Linked DNA regions of Zea mays: region 2 is linked to region 1. A link is a contact called in public Hi-C data. All regions are on one chromosome and are shown on one strand. The core of a region is the stretch at or near the end of the contact, and the rest is flanking DNA. Distances in the headings are between cores, read along the strand shown. Region 1 holds the start of LOC100383021 (Oligopeptide transporter 7). Region 2 has its middle 110 kb from the start of LOC100191580.

Region 1 (5,581 bases), core at 1,184-3,683:
GACCAAGATGGGCAATTGACAGCAAAAAAAGAAAATACCTTCCATGGAAAAGGAGAACGTGGGAAACCGTCGCGGTAAGGCATGCAAAACTAAGACCGTAGCTGGAAGCGAAGAACGTGCTGATGTACAGTGGCCCACTCTTCTCATAGGCGTCTGTATCGAAGTAGAAATGGGAGTCCATGATGCTAGAGATGTTGTACTTCTGCCCAGCCACCGTGTAGAGGCCATCTGAGTAGATGGGGAAGTTGCGTGCCTTGTAAACATTGAACCAGTAGTTGATCGGTGTGATTATGTACACGACAATGAAGAAGGCAGCCGCGATGTTGGCGGTGGCAAACCAGGGGCTAGCAAGGGGGCTTCCGAGGTAGGAGGAGATGGACGACCAGTCGAGTCCAACTGCACCGATGCCAAGGCCATGGAGGCCTGAGCCGAGCTGCTGGGCAATCACAGAGCTGGGAAACACCCAGCAGATCCAGGAGAGGGAGGTGAGCATCTGGAACAGGTAGCCCGGGAAGATGTAGTAGGCGAAACTGCAGATGAATGCCACCGTGAAGAACTGGTTGCGTGTCATGCTACCTTTTCTCCTTCGCTCCTTCTCATGAAGTGCCCTGGTGAGCATAATGCATCAGAAATATGTTGTTTCAATTTCTCAGGAATATGTTATTTTTGTCTTGAAAATTTACCAAATATTCTGAGGCTGTACATCAGTTGTCTTAAATATACATAAGATATGGTTGCTGTTTTGATGGGCATGTTTGCTGGTTCAGGAACTCACTACTTTATCCCTGTGTACTTATAGCAGTCCACAACTGTGTATGTCCTTTTGCCCTTGTTTGGATCTTAATAAAGAACCATGGAAGTGGCAAGAGGTTCCGCATTTTCCTACTTTTCTTTTGCTTGGGTATATGTGGAATTGTGGATCAACTAGCAGTACTTACTGATCTTTTTTGCAGCTTGTAATTTTTAACCGTCCGTTGTTGCTTGCTTGCAAAGACTGCACCTGACGATGAAGTGGTTTGTGACGTTGAAGCTTTGAATCGGTAAGCACTTTCTGTTCACTTTGTTATATTTTAGTGCTGGAGTTGTTTACAACGCATACATCAGCTCGTACTGCCTCTACTCTTTTTTTCAGTATTAATATTAGTGTCAGTGTGTGTGTACTGACAAACAGTGGAGGACAAACCATAATGTTTGTCCATTGTGTTGAAATGATTCAGCACAATGATATGATACCAGAAAACATATCCATGCAGGATACTGGACATTAAATTATAGCGTTTGATGCTTTGAGAATCTTTTGCTAAAAAATGGCCCACTAATGCCCCCACACCTCCGTTTTACTTTGTACTTGTTTATTTAAGATTTAGTCTTTAGGTACTACCATAATGATTACTGGTTGAGGAGTCTAGCTTTTAGATGATTGCAGACAATGTAAAATGACAAAATAACTGCGCGTTACTTGTGCAGATGCAGATTTGTGGTACCTGAAGAGGGAGACCTGCACGAGGTTGGAGGGCCACCACATCGCCGCCGGCTCCACCAGATACCGCCGGAAAACTCCCGCCCAACCGAACCCCATCACCTGATGAGGGTACCCAACCGGCCAGTTCATGCAAGCTCCCGCTTGTTTGGAGGAGAACTAACAAACTCCTCTCGTCCCGTACCTGGCTGGTGAGGATGAGGAGGAGGGCGATGAGGAAGGACATGTGCTGGCCGTAGAAGACGCGGACAGAGGTCACAAGATTCTTGGCGAACACGGTGCCGGCGCCGGCGTTGGCGAAGATGGTGATGAGGACATGCTCCTTCACGCTGAAGGGCCCCGGGTTGAGGGTGAACTCGCACGGGCGGCCGCGGAAGAAGGCGCGCTCCGGCAGCGCCGCGGCCATGAGGCGGCCGACGGGGAGCACGGCGACCTGCGCCGACACGGCGGTGACGGTGAGCGGCTCCTTGCGGTACCCGAAGAAGGCGTTGAGGAAGGAGAGCGCGGCGCAGGACGCCGTGCCCAGCACCCACGTCCGGAACGTCAGCGCCGGCGTCGCCGGGTCGTCCCACGCCGGCACCGTCAGCGCCACCTGCTCGATCGGAGAGCCGTTGTCGTCCCCCGCTTCAGCCTCCTTTTCCTCCGCCGAGCCATGCGGGCGCCGCGACGACGGTTGCACTGCATGACAAGGAACGGGAATAAAGCAAACGGAGCGGTAGTGCGGTCCACTTGCCACCGCAACGAGGAAACGGAGAGCTGGGAAAGGGGAGCATTACGCAGCGGAGAGGTGATCAGCTGGATGCCATGGCGATCGTGCTCCTCTCCCGCCTCGTCGTGCTCCTCCAGTTGGTGGACGGACGACGCCATGATTGGGTTGGGACTTGGGAGTTATGACTGGGACTTGGCCGGCTGACAGTGGCAATAGCAGCTGCAGGTGTTGCCGTGCTGGGCTCCTTTCAGCTGACTCGTCTGCTCTGGCATTTATTACACTACAGATCGTGCTCGATGGGCCCCCTCTCCCCACTGGCCACTACTACAATAGCTATCATATACCAAAGGCCACTAGTTTCTCCCTACCTCACCAATAAAACTTGAACCCCAAAAAAAAACCAAGCACTCCTTGTGATACGAGAAAGAACGACGTCCACATACATGGAATGAAAGGCTACAGAGCGCTGAGTTTATCGATGGCAATAGCAAGTGTCTCTTTTGCTTCTGAGGACATGCATAATTTTTTTTGTGGGAACAGTCTAAAAGGCGCCGCCTGCTCGTTCTCCCTTCGATGGGCTGGAATTTGCTCTTCTTCAGACGATCGTGGGCCGTCCGTCGGCCCAGGAAAGAAAAAGGAGCAGAATGTCGTGTGCGGCTGCTACGTACGGACACTCGCAAAGGCTTGTACGTAGGTCCTGAACTTTACCTGAAAACACGACAATGTAGCAGGAGTACCGTGACGGTGAACCGCCAACAGCTCCAACAAGGCCGACAGAAAGACCGTCCCGTTCTGAAAAAGTAGCCAACGCCAACTAATCCCACCCGCACCGGCTGCAGGTCAACCGGTAGTTTGTTTGCCCTAACTATTAGGAACAGGGGTAGGGCTGGAAACGATCCCAGCTCAGCTCGCCTCGACGTGGCTCGGTGCAGCTGCGAGCCGGCTCGGTCATATTGCGAGCCCACCCGAGAGGCTCGGCTCGGCTCGGTAATTGCTTGCGCTAAATAGCGTTTAGAATATAAATTATTTATATATTTTTTATTATATCTAAGATAAAAAAAATTACGTATAATATATTTCTAGACTACAATATAAGCGTATCACATATCAAGTCCAAGAAATTTTACAAAATAGTTCAAAACATAATAATAATATGATATAATAGTATACTTGAGGTTGTTAACTTGACTCGCGAGCTGGACCGAGCCGGCTCGGCTCTCAGTTCTGGCGAGCTGCAAAACTAGACTCGGTTCTGGCTCGCGAGCCGACTCAAGCCTCACCGAGCCTCAATCCATATGGATTGAGGGAGATTGATGGGATTTCAATACTTAGCAAGTAAAAATCTCTCTCAATCCGTATCAATCCTGTCACAAGCTCTAAATTGGGCGAGAACCGGTAGTTGTGAGGGGGAGCGACCCGCCCCCGCCGCTCACGACACGTGTCTACGCGTAAACACTTGGACGCTTTTGGGAACTGCTTGTTCTTGCTTGTGTCGTCGTGTAGTCTAGAGATGGATTTCGAAGGAGCAAAGGGAAAACGGAGGAGATATTTTTCCGTGGGCGACCGTTCAGCTGCTGACGCGTGGACCTGCACTGCACTTGCGGAACAAGAGGAAACGGCGGCCGCCGTTAGATCAGGACCAGACGTGGTGATGATAGGCTGCTCGCGAAACAAAACACGAGCGCGCTCTCTCTCTCCCAGCCGTAGGAAGCATAAGCGACCGACGTCACATCACACGGTTACATTTTCTCCCTTTTTTTTCCTCCGCAAAGGAACCACACCCGCGGCGCCAGCCATGGCAGGTCCCACCCACGACGTACTTGGCCTGGGAGGAGAACCGGAGAAGCGAAGCAACGGCAAAGAAAGGCCGCGGCACGGATTTTTAAAATCCACCCAAAGTCCAACCACTAACTAGTACACCCACCTAATTCGAAATCAGACCCGACCAGACCAACCACACGTTGTTGGAACAAATTCAATTCAACTCAACCCTCCCCCTGGCAATCCTACTCCTGCAAAATTCACCCAAAAAAAAGGGAAACCGAGCTCTTATGCCAGAGCAACGGCCAACGGGGTTATTGAATAAATAGACATTTAAAAAAATGGCGAAATAAGGAGTGGATAAACAAGGCTTAACCACATGATTAGCGGGGGAAGGAAGGGCTGCTTCTGCTCCTGCTACTTGCCCCCTCTTATCAGAGAGAGTGGTGTGGTGGCGCCTCCCCACCATCACCACCAGCCAGCACCACCCCTCCTGCCCCTCTGCGCTGGCGGGCCGAGCGCCGCGAGCGAGCTGGGCCGCGGGCGGAGGAGGAGTCGAGGCTGACCGACCCCGCGGCCGGCGGCGACGAGCGGACGCAGGTGAGTGCGTTTCTCTGTTAATTCCTAGCCTCCACCCGCTCCTTCGAAGCCGGGCGCGGCGGTTACGGGGGCCGTCCCGTGCGAGACGCGGCTCGATCTGCGCCGCGCGCTCGGCCGGGGGGGGGGGGGGGGGGGGGGGGGGGGACGCCGCTGGTGCGCGCGGCTCCGGGTACGGGCTCGCGGTGTGGGGATTTTGGATTTCCGCCGCGGGTGTTGCTTTGCTCCGGGTCCCGAGCTCGCGGGGCTGCGGTGTTGGATCTGTGTCTCTTTTGCGGGGGCAAAGCCGCGGTTTCGGGCGGGGCTTGGAGAGCTTAACGGCCTTGCTGTTTCTCTTTTCGTCGCCGCAGATTCGGCAGCCGTGCGCGGAATGCCCGTGGAAGGAGGGGAGAGAGGGAGGGCGCAGGCGCAGCTGAGCTGAGCTGAGCCCGCGAGGTTCGCGGTCTGCGGTGCGGCGGCAGAGGTCTCGCCAGCGCGATGGCCAGCGGCGGCTCCTCCAGGTACAGCTCGTACAAGGCGCCGGGGCTGCGCGGCGCGCTGCTGGAGGCGGCGCACGTGTCGTGCCTCGAGGACCGGTACGCGCTGGGCCCGCAGCTGGGGTGGGGCCAGTTCGGCGTGATCCGGTCCTGCTCCGACCTGGTCACCGGCGAGGCGCTGGCCTGCAAGTCCATCGCCAAGGGCCGGCTCGTGTCCCCCGACGACGTGCGCGGGGTCAGGCTGGAGATCGACGTCATGGCGCGCCTGGCGGGCCACCCCAACGTCGTGGGGCTCAAGGCCGTGTACGAGGACCGCGACTCGGTGCACCTCGTCATGGAGCTCTGCGCCGGCGGCGAGCTCTTCCACCGCCTCCACGAGCGCGGCTGCTTCCCCGAGCGCGAGGCCGCCGCGCTCTTCCGCCACCTCATGGAGGTCGTCGCGCACTGCCACGCCAAGGGGATCGTGCACCGCGACCTCAAGCCCGAGAACATCCTCCTCGTCAGCAGGTCGCCCCAGTCGCCGATCAAACTCGCGGACTTTGGACTCGCCACCTACAC
Region 2 (5,581 bases), core at 1,229-3,728, 460 kb before region 1:
ACTGACGGGGATCCACCAAACGTCGCCCCGTGCGTGTGGCGCCAATCCGGATTCTAGGGGTTGTCAGGGTGATGCACCAAGGCACACCGCTCGCGCAAAGGATTTATCTGGGCGTGAGGAGCAACTTTGTGCGTGCAATTCCTTGCGAGAGCTCCTTCGTCCGCTGTGCAATCGCGTACTCACACGGATGTCCTGGGCAACGCACCAACCCGAGGTAGGGGTTCCTGTCTAACTAGTTCGCCCTGACGTCTACTTCACGTAGAGCACGTCGGTGTGGTGGTTTGGTCCACCAGGGCGCCAAATCGACATTCACTTGCAGTTGCAGGGCGTCGCGGCCAAATAGTGGGCGCTGTCGTCTTTCAGGGCGACTGGATGGCTGGGGGAAGGTTATGAGCCCAGTGCCGTCCGATCTAGAGTGAACGACTGCGATTAAATGGAGCGCATCCATTCACAAGATCAAATCTGGGTCGCCGATTCGGAATCGTGGGGTGGAGATCAGATCACGCGTTAATAGAATCCTCACTGTAGATTATTGATCCTACGGCTCGCGTGCCTGCGGGAGCTCAGATCTAATCCAGGCCGCAAAATCCTAATCGTACGACTCAGATTCTAAGTTACCCCTTCAGCCGTGTAGGTTTGCATATGAGCCCCTAGGGTTTTCCATAACCAACCTGTGATCCATCCTATTCAAAGAACCTTACATCCGAGCCCTGGTATTTTGCAATTAGACCCTGCACTTCAATGAAATTGTGGCTGCAGATCGTGAACCTCCGGATATTAATAAAATTAATACAAAATTGATTTTTAAATGCCAAAGTAATCCTAAAGAGGACATATCTGGTGCACATGGAGGATTGGTGCACATGGTGCACATATTAAATCACCATCACTCATTTTAAATCTAATGTCTCTAGTTGATCATTCAATTTACAAATAACACCTTCCACCATTACACACCACCACGTTGGAGGGTGTCCTTAGCAAAATATACCAAACAACTAGAGACGTTAGATCTAAAATGAGTGGTGATGATTTAATATGTGCACCATGTGCACCAATCTTCCATGTGCATTAGATATGTTCTCAATCCTAAAACCTCGGGAAATGCATAACTCATTTATTTTAACTCATTTTGACGCATTCTAGTTGCATTAGCCTCGTATAAGTATTTACTGTAATACCCAAAAGTGTAATTAATAAAATAGAGTGATCTACTTATATGAGTTGCCTCCATTTATTTGAACATGTGAAAAGCCACATTTAAAAGTGGATAATTAAAACAAAGGACACATAAATAACATGTGCATCATGCTGGAGTTTGATTGTTTGTGCATTTAATAATAATGATAATATTAATAAGGTTACTTTAATAATGTGAATTAGGGATTAAAAGTTTAAAACCTAATTCAAATCTTAGAAATTGGAAATAAAAATGGAAAGAAAGAAGGAGAAGTGAGAAAGGAAAATATATAAATAAAGATATTATTTCATACTGACTTTTTGATGTAAGTATTTAGTATAAAGTGCAAAATTCACAACAAAGGTTGGAATTCAAAATTTGAGATTCAAAATAAAAGGGAAAGAAAACAGAAAAGAAAAAAGGAAAATCGCGCCTGGGCTCAATCCCTTGTTTTCGGCCCACCTTACTTTCCCCATTGCACGGCCCAACTGCTTTGTTGCGCCGACAGGTGGGCCCAGCAACTATGCATCTTCCCCCACGCCCAACAGCTCGCGCGGAACCTCCGGAGCTAAGGCCATCCGATCCACCCCTCGTCCAACCGCTCGGACCCACCTGTACTGCATATATTGTGCTCCTGGACTCTCGTGTGTCCAACTCAAACCCCCCTGAAAACCTAATTCTGCCGCAGATGGGATTGAGGAAGGAGAGAAGGAGCCACTGCCGGGGAAATCTTCGATTGGGCTATTGTTCACGCCGTCAGCGGTACCGGGGCCTTTCCTCAGGTGTGAGGAAGGACGGTCATGGCTGCGCTACTCAGGATTGGGCGCTGGCACACCACAATTTCTCGCCGTGAACAAGCTTCGCCGCAGCTCCGCTGTACACCGTGACCAGCACCATCGAATCACCAATACCTGGTATGGGGTGTTCGAATGAGATCACCATAACCTCCTCTCTGTAAATACCGTCGTGTTGGGTAAAATGGGTTAGGGCGCCGCATTTGGCTGTCATCGGCGATGGCGTCTGCCGCGGGTGAGCGTGCCGCCGTGTTTCTTCGCCTGAGATACTGGGTGGCTCCTGCGCCATCAATAAGATAACCGACGTCCATGATTAGAATGTTAGAGATAAGCATCTCGACCGTTGGATGAAGGCTGTGCGACTGTGATCGTATAGTCAGGGCTATTGCGAGGGTTAGTTTTGGATCGTCTGATCTAATCGGACGCGGTCGATTAAGGAGGTTACAGTGTTGTAGATCCCTGATCCTGCAGTTGGGATTCACGTACCAGCTCACGGAGAAATAGATCTAATCCACGCCGCCCACTTATGATCGCGCGGTCCAGAAAGCCTCATACCATTTTAGCCATGTAGATATGCAAAATAACCCCTATGCTTATTATAAATCAACCCGCCATCCATGGTCGGATGTAGTATGAGTCTCGGAATTTTTACGCAGAAGCCCCTGAACTACCTGTTAATAATAGCGTAGTCCAGACAGTTAATAAAACCTGAGAAAATCAATTAGAAAATGATTTTTAGTATAAAATTAATTGCAGAAACTTGTTTAATTCCTAGAAAATTCATATTAAATTCTTTTTAGTCCATTCCAGTTCCTATAATTTGTAATAATATTGGTCATCACTTGGTAACACTGTTTTAACATGAAAGCTACATTAGAAGTGATTACTCAATTAATTTTGTACCAAACACATAAAACCTTCGAAAAATCATATCTTGAAATCTGTAACTCCGAATTTAGTTATTCTTTTTCCTACGATCTCGTTATGACATGTATATTATTATTATGTATTTTGTATTCATGTTTGGTGTGATGTTAATTTATCCTTGTACCATGTTTGTTTGTATTGTGGCGAGTAGAAGAGCTAGTGGTCGAGGATCCGGGTGTTTAGTAGGTAGAAGTTGCTGAGAAGGAGCTCATTAAAGGCAAGTTGTGCCCTTGACCGCTTTTATTTAACCAATAATGTTCTTTATAATCATTGTATCATGCATAGGCTTAATTTTGATGGGACCCAATAGGTCACCCTAGTCTGGTTATATTTTCACCTTGTTTACCCCTGAATTTTTGGGTAGTCATTGCTATTGATATACATGGTTTTGGATATTGAGATAACTATTACACATGATTATTCTTTATTGTTGTTGTTCTATTTCTATTCATGATAAGGCAACTATGTTAATTGGAACATCGAGCTTAACTTGAGAAACACGTGCCACCATAACAGTGGATTGGGACGCCCTTGGCTGACTAACTAGGAAAGCTAGTGGAGGACTACCTTACTCGATAGGGGCAAGGGCAGTAGGGGAGTAGGTGCGTAGGTAGGTTCTCGGGTTGATTTTGCTGCGATGGCGGTTAGACGGGGGATTCCTGCATTGCTCTGCCTAGAAACTGTAGCGGGTTTTCTCAAGCTAGTGGAACTTTGTAAAGGCCTCGTAGTGGATCCCTAGCCATTCACCTCGGCAGTGTCTAAGGGCCTTGCAAACCCTGGCGAGATGGGATACACGACTTGTGGGTACATGGTACAACCTCTGCAGAGGTAAAACTGGTATACTAGCCGTGCTCGCGGTCATGAGCAGCTCAGAACTCTCGCATGATTAATTTATGGAATTAAATTCAATTTGTCATTTGCATCGCATTGGGGTTTATTATTAATTTTGATCTATTATTACTCTAGTTTGGTATCTACTTACATTTAGTAACTGCTAATAAACTTGACCAACGTATTAAAAGGAATGCTCATCTTTAACCCTTATTTATTGATCAGCCTTACACTTCACATGATCTTTTGTGAGCTCACTCTTGCGATATATAAACCCCCCATAGGCGAAGAGTAGGTGGTCCAAGAGGAGCCGCCCTATAATGAAGAGTACGAGTTGATCTATGTGGTGTCTCCCAGTCAGCTTTGTGGCACCAAGGAATAATACTTAGTTCGCTTCATTGTTATCATTTATTTTTGTAAGACTTCCGCTATGTAATAATAATATTTATGTTATTTGTGACATTTATCTCTATACACTTTGTCATTATATGTGATGTTCTTCGTCGGCGCATATATGAGACGCACCCGACTTTATCTCTTAAATCCAGGTGTGACATTTACTATGTAGTAACACATATCAATTAAACATGCCACATGTTTTTATAATTGGATATTTATTTACCCTATGTATAGTAGATTAATCATTTTACGAAAGTAATCTGGCTATAGATATAATTTGATTAACTGATGATCTCTAACTAGGTGATAACTTATATTAAAATTCAATTAGTTAGTTCTTTAATGTCTTTTCTCATATTATTTACATTAATCAACATAAAATATAGTTGTTAATTATTTAATCAATAAAACCTTTCGAAAATCATATCTTCTTAACAGTAACTCCGATTTTAGTGGTTCTTCAACCTGCGATCTCGTAGCAGCGCTTAGAATATTCTTACGTTGTTTGTTCTCATGTGTGGTGTACTGTTATATTTATGTACTACTTGTTTATTTGTATCTATTGCTACGAGTAGCAGCGAGGTTACGAGATCACCGAGGACCAGTTTGGTTGGTACCTGGGAATCTTGAGTCTCAGGCAAGTTGTGCCCTTGAACACTTTTCTTTACCTAATAATGTTCCTGTTAATCAATGTGACATGCTCAGGTTAATTTGATGGGACCCAATAGGTTTCCCTATCATTGTTTCTCCCGTACCTTGCAAACAGAAGCACTATCAGGTAGTTTTGCTATTGCTCTACCTAGTTTTGGGAAATTAATGCTACAATATGTTCATGTTCCAGTTATACTGTTGTTTTAATTATTTTTCATGACAAGATCATTGTGTTAATTGGAACATGGAGCGATCACTCGGAAAAACAGTGCTACCATAAGGGTGGTATGGGACGCCCTTAGTTGACTAATTAGGAAAGCTAGTCGAAGACTACCTTACCCGAAAGGGGCAAGGGTGGTAGAGGAGCATACGTATAAATCATGCTGCGATGGCTTTTCGGACAAGGGATTCCTATATTGCCCTTCTCAGAAATCGTAGCGGGTTTTCGGAAGCTAGTGGAACTTTGTAAAGGTCTCGTAGTGGTACCCTACCTCGTGTCCACGGTAGAGATGAATGAGAAGTCACGATCCGTTGGCAAATGGGTAACATGACTTGTGGGTAAAGATGCGCAACCTCTGCAGAGTGTAAAACTGCTATATCAGCCATGCTCACGGTCATGAGTAGCTCGGACCCTCACATGAGTAATTTATGAAACTAAACTTAATTTGTCATTTGCATTGCATTGTGGATGTTATTTTTAATTTGATCTTTTATTTATTTGGGTCGGTATCTACTTACACTTAGTAACTGCTAATAAAATTTTGACCAACTTTAAAAGCAATGCTCAGCTTTAACCATC

The links. Hi-C and Micro-C count contacts between places; a contact is called where the count stands out from the background.
Region 2: a contact with region 1 is called in a Hi-C map of leaf, with 5 times the contacts expected there. The contact joins the enhancer-like site here to the promoter of LOC100383021 in region 1. A contact is called at or near these places in 9 of 25 Hi-C or Micro-C datasets (bundle sheath, ear, leaf and 2 more).

The regions. Positions count from the first base shown.
Region 1 is chr6:72,049,563-72,055,143 of Zm-B73-REFERENCE-NAM-5.0, reverse strand. It overlaps LOC100383021 (Oligopeptide transporter 7), which reads right to left and starts at 2,433. Exons shown (of 7, transcript NM_001361344.1): 1 at 2,257-2,433; 2 at 1,665-2,158; 3 at 1,485-1,582; 4 at 39-608. The coding sequence starts at 2,347. LOC542521 (calcium dependent protein kinase14) reads left to right here and starts at 4,396. Exons shown (of 4, transcript NM_001301763.1): 1 at 4,396-4,550; 2 at 4,898-5,581. The coding sequence starts at 5,025.
Region 2 is chr6:72,505,523-72,511,103 of Zm-B73-REFERENCE-NAM-5.0, reverse strand. No RefSeq gene overlaps it. Among protein-coding and RNA genes, the nearest start is that of LOC100191580, 110 kb to the left of the region's middle. Within about 2 kb of position 2,478, at least 18 of the 20 cell types and tissues checked have an H3K27ac peak or open chromatin away from gene starts, as enhancers often do. A contact at or near this core is called in bundle sheath, ear, leaf and 1 more, where this site is marked.